Regions from separate parts of the Zea mays genome. Here region 2 is linked to region 1. A link is a contact called in public Hi-C data. All regions are on one chromosome and are shown on one strand. The core of a region is the stretch at or near the end of the contact, and the rest is flanking DNA. Distances in the headings are between cores, read along the strand shown. Region 1 holds the start of LOC103647645 (putative E3 ubiquitin-protein ligase RF298). Region 2 holds the start of LOC100274280 (Signal peptidase complex subunit 3B).

Region 1 (2,700 bases), core at 42-2,541:
AGAAGAAAGCAATCCAAGCGCAAGAGCTCGAAAGAACACAAGCAAATCTCTCTCTCTAATCACTAGGACGTTATGTGGAATTTGGAGAGGATTTGATCTCTTGAGTGTGTCTAGAATTGAATGCTAGAGCTCTTGTAAGTAGTTGGGAAGTGGAAAACTTGGATGCGATGAATGGTGGGTGGTTGAGGGTATTTATAGCCCCAACCACCAAACTAGCCGTTTTGGTGAGGCTGTCTGTTCGATGGCGCACCGGACATGTCCGGTGCGACAGCCACGTCACCAAAGACGTTGGGTTCCGACCGTTGGAGCTCTGACCTCTGGGCCCGCCATGATGTCCGGTGGCGCACCGGACATGCGCTGTAGATTGTCCGGTGCGCCAGCATGGGCGTGTTTGACCACTGCGCGCGCAGCGCGCGCATTTAATGCGTCGCAGGTAGCCGTTGGCGCCGAAATAGCCGTTGCCCCGCTGTTACACCGGACAGTCCGGTGTACACCGGACAGTCCGGTGAATTATAGCGGAGCAGCTTCAATAAATTCCCGAGGCTGGCGAGTTCCGGAGGCCGCTCTTCCTTGGAGCACCGGACATGTCCGGTGTACACCGGACAGTCCGGTGAATTATAGCGGAGTCGCCTCTGGAAATTCCCGAAGGTGACGAGTTCGAAGTTTGAGTCCTCTGGTGCACCGGACATGTCCGGTGGCACACCGGACAGTCCGGTGCGCCAGACCAGAGATGCCTTCGGTTGTCCCTTTGCTCTTTGGTTGAACCCAATACTTTGTCTTTTTATTGGCTAAGTGTGAACCTTTAGCAGCTGTATAACTTATGCACTAGAGCAAACTAGTTAGTTCAAATATTTGTGTTGGGCAATTCAACCACCAAAATTAATTAGGGACTAGGTGTAAGCCTAATTCCCTTTCAGTATCCCTCCAACAACACAATTATGCAAAGATATGTTCAAAAAGGAGTTGCTCCTTATCACATATAAAATGAGAGATCAGTTAACATAAGACATTATAACCTGGTTACAAGCATTGTAAACTAACCCCCTTACTCCCCTTGCTCTGTAAATTCTTGCTCTAAAATAAAAATACTGTAGGAAATCCTACAATAAGTTAAGTAAAAAAAGTAAGCAAAACATTATACATCATCTAACAGATGCCTATTCGGATTGGGGATTTGGAGGGCTAACTTTGGTATGGAAATATAACACAACACGATGGCTGCAATCACTGGGATAGTCATTCATCGTACAGGGGCCCATATCTTTACAGGGTTGAGCCTCATATCGGAATGCGGCTGGGGCCTGAAATGGATAGAGATTTTACCGAACCCAGCCCAGTTTCTCCCAGGTCTGGCTGGTGGTGGCGATTGGCGAGTGACTCGTGTGACTCGGCGAGGCCTACATAGCGAGGCACGCCTCCTGCAGTCCTCCTCCTCGTCTAGTCATCTCTCCTCCCCCTCTCATCAGACATCAGAGCCCTTCTTCCTCCGCCTCCCCTTCACCCCCATCTCGCCATACGCTTATCGCCCATCCCCTGATCACCAGCCGCCGCCGCCACCGCCTCGATCCCGTCCGATCCAATCCGGTACGTGTGTCGATCCGTCACCTGATTCTCTCGTCGGGCTGTACCAGATCGGATTAAGGCGTCGTGACCATCTGATCTTACGACTCAGCGCATAGGAGTTTTTCGTTGGTTGTTTGTTGATTCGTCCAAGCTTCACGATTCTTACAATACCCTTTTCTGAATTTTCCAGGTTTTTTCCTTGATAATGCGCGTGGCAACCTTGTCAGTTCAATCCGTCCGTGAAGAACTTATCCTTATTTTCGTTTGCATCGCATCGCTTCTGCGTTTGGGGGAAAAAGGGCCGCGTCCTTGATGTCTACTATCGCGACCCCGCCGCCGCCATCGGCGGCGCAAGAGAAGGCCGCCAGCCGGAATAAGCGAAAGTACCGTGCCGAGACACCATCCACGGAGTTGGGCCCATTCGGGCTGGAGTACCCACTGACGACGGACTGCGTGGGATTCGAGTTTATGTCGCCCGAGAAGGTTGCCATGGCAGCCGCGGTAGCCGCCGCTGAGGGTGTCAGCCTTGACCTCCTCCAGAACTCGTGCGAAAACTGCAAGGATCTCCACCCTACTGCGGAGGACTTGTTGGAGTGCCAGCGATATGTGAATTGGGGTGACCCAAATGAGATGCAGCTGGAGGAGATCCTTCTCAAGAGTCTGGACACCACCTTTGACAATAGTGTGAGTCTGATCACCACAATGGGCTACTCTGAGGCGGCCGCACGTGCTGCTATTATGCGGACAGCTGCGCAATACGACTGGAGGGAGAGCCTTGCTGGGTTTGGAGAGGCGGCGGTTGAGGTTCTCAAGACGGAAGGGGACATGTTGCCAAGGGAGGGTGCCTCTGTTGAAGACATGAGGAAGATTGAGGAGGCTGTGCTTGGCAGTATGGTTACGTTGGTAACTGAGGCTCAGCCATTCAACACCCCAGGCGATGTAATGTATTGCTTGCTTATGTCGGATATGAATGTGGCAAATGCATGTGCCATGGACTATAACAGTTTCTCCCTCCCAGCTGTGTCTGCTCAAGTTATTGCCCAACCAGTCGCGGGAAACTACGAACCCGGTTCAGGTTCAAATTTGTCAGTTTCTATTACCAACCCGCAGACTGGCGTTACTTTCCGTGGAAAACTT
Region 2 (2,700 bases), core at 69-2,568, 160 kb before region 1:
TATAAAATTAACATCTCATACCACTCTACAAATATAATGATGTACTACTCCGTCTTTTTATTTGTCGTGCTTTAGTTTAAAAATGAATTAGCGGACGATAAATATTTAAGAACGGTAGTAACATTTAAAACAAGCGTCTGAGAAAGGCCGCCAGTGCCAGACTCAATCGCTGCAAGCAGAAGATCTTTTGAGCCACATTTTTGAATGAAATGTATTTTAGACTAATTTTTTGGCTAAAAAAACCTATATATAAGAGAACCTTTGGGCTGGGCCCTGGGCCACGACCCAGTGGCCCGGGGTCCAAATCCGCCCCTGACAACCACAAAGCAGGCACTTTCAAGTATAGAAAAGATGCAACATAGCAAATCCATTTAGTGCTAGTTTGAGAATCCCATTTATTTAAGATATTTCCATTTTTCAAGAAAAAATGTTTATTTTTTAGGAAAATATGAATTTCTTTAGAAAAATAGAGTTTCTAAACTAGCCCTTAGTGTGTCTCATACTTCAATTGACGTAGGGTGAATTCAATTAGAAAATTCAGTAAAAGCACCATTAGGAGGATAACAATTAGACAAATTTGGTTAAGCGATTAAATACAAGATCTTGTCGTGCCTGAGCTGACTTATCGTATTAGTGCCAATAGACCATCTATATTCGGCGGTGTGTGTGGTGACACCCAAGACGTGGGCGCCGCCAGACGGCCCGTGCGCTGGGTTTTGCGGTGCGTGTGGGAGCAACAACGGTGGATGCTGGTTAGTGCTGCCGGACTGCTAATTGTGACATGCCCAAACAGGACAATCTTCTTTTTTTAAGAAGCCTCTACTAGGGGCTGTTTGATTTCATGCATAAAATGTGTGACGTCTTATGTACGAAACTAAGGGTCTATTTGGTTCGTAGCTAACTACGCCATACTTTATCTAAGTTTAGTTGTTTAAATTGAAAAACTAACTTTAGTCAAAAACGTTAGGTAAATTGTGGCAAGTTAGACATGAAACCAAACATGCCCTAAAACGCTAGTTTTCCGTCTCGGATGTGTCGCGGTCACTCTTTTTCTCCACTGGGCTAGGCCGAGCCTTCCATTGCCAACTAGGAATGGGTCGACTCATACAAATGGGCCGCTATAGGCCTATTTATTGGCCCAAGTACACCCTGAACGCTTGAGTCTTGACTGTCTGAGCCACTCTCCGTGACGTGCGTCGACCAATAAGCGCGCGCCATGTCATGCTCGCCGCTCTCACCGACGCGCGGGTCCCAGCTGATCGAGGGGGATCTGCACTGCACGGGCTAACTTCTCTCTCTTCCGGAAGCACTTCCCGAAAAAAGGAAGACAGAGAAGGAAACGGCAGTGAAGTCGCCGGCGCCGCCGCGACAGGAGGAAGGAGGGAGTAGCAGCGGCAGGGGAGGTCCGGCGATCTCGGCTGCTGTGGCGCGGTAAGGGAGGAAGCGGAGCCGCGACAGGATGCACTCGTTTGGGCACCGCGCCAACGCGGTGGCAACGTTTGCGGTCACCATACTGGCCGCGATGTGCTTCGCCGCCTCCTTCTCCGACAATTTTAACACCCTGACACCCACCGCATCCGTCAAGGTATCACGCCCCTCTCCCCTGCCCCACCGCGTCTCTCTCAATCCCGTTGAGCCTGCCCGCCTGCCTTGTGTCCGATCTCCGCGGCGTCTCTATCTTAGTTCGTGACTTCGAGCGTGGCCGCCTCGATCTGCTTGTACAAGCTTCATGTGTCATGCTAACGGGGTCCTCATCGTCTGGGTTACACAGATCTTGAATATAAACTGGTTCCAGAAGGAGGCCAACGGCAATGACGAGGTAACTCATATCCGCTTCCTTTTTTTTGTTTGCAAATTAATCAAAACTCGCATCAGACTAGTTGTGTCAGATATGTGCCTCGAATTTCTAACGATTAATTCCTATCCTTTGTTCGTTCAGGTCAGCATGACGCTGAACATTTCGGCTGACCTTTCATCTCTTTTCACGTGGAACACAAAACAGGTAATGTGTATTTCTGGCACTCCATACCCATTCCCCTCATGTTCACCGTTTACAGTTTCCACATCATTACTATGTTTTACTGCACTGGAAAGTATGATTTTAGATTTATGTATGAGGTCAACACTGAAAAGTAACTGAAGAGGAATCCTCGAGCACAGGAAGCACTCTCTCGTTGCTGTCTAGGTCCTTGAGCAAATGAAAGCTTTAGCCTGAGTTATAGTGTTCTCAGTTGTTGAAGAATGATCTATGAGAAATATAATGGAAATCTGCCATCAGAAAATTTCAGTGGGCGTATTTTGTACATTTTTGCAACTAATTTCTATAGAACCTGATCTATTAGTGGCTTGCTGTTCAAGTGAAACTTTAGAAGGGTTTCGCTTCTGTCTGCTTAACTTTACTTTTCTTGCATGATTCTAGGTATTTGTTTTTGTGGCAGCAGAGTATGAGACTCGACAAAATGCTTTAAATCAAGTAAGTTTATCAATTATTATTCTTGATGAGTCGATATATTACTTGTGACCCTGTGGCGTGGGCCTTTATTATAGTGCCTCAGATGATTATCAATTACTATTAGCCTGCAACAATTGTCCATAAAGGCATGAGTTTTCTGTTTGGGACTGTAGTGCAATCTCATGCAATTGCCAGTTGCTTGAGGGTTGCAGTAATGATGTCATATACTCTCTCTGTTCCAAATTATA

What was found. A called contact is a pair of places that touch in the nucleus more often than the background predicts.
Region 2: a contact with region 1 is called in a Hi-C map of ear, with 2.4 times the contacts expected there. The contact joins the promoter of LOC100274280 here to the promoter of LOC103647645 in region 1. A contact is called at or near these places in 6 of 25 Hi-C or Micro-C datasets (bundle sheath, ear, leaf and 2 more) and 1 of 3 datasets of contacts at active chromatin or transcription factors (leaf).

The regions. Positions count from the first base shown.
Region 1 is chr2:204,448,165-204,450,864 of Zm-B73-REFERENCE-NAM-5.0, reverse strand. It overlaps LOC103647645 (putative E3 ubiquitin-protein ligase RF298), which reads left to right and starts at 1,291. Exons shown (of 3, transcript XM_008672149.2): 1 at 1,291-1,584; 2 at 1,754-2,700. The coding sequence starts at 1,876.
Region 2 is chr2:204,607,896-204,610,595 of Zm-B73-REFERENCE-NAM-5.0, reverse strand. It overlaps LOC100274280 (Signal peptidase complex subunit 3B), which reads left to right and starts at 1,318. Exons shown (of 6, transcript NM_001148644.1): 1 at 1,318-1,585; 2 at 1,772-1,819; 3 at 1,940-2,002; 4 at 2,420-2,473. The coding sequence starts at 1,460.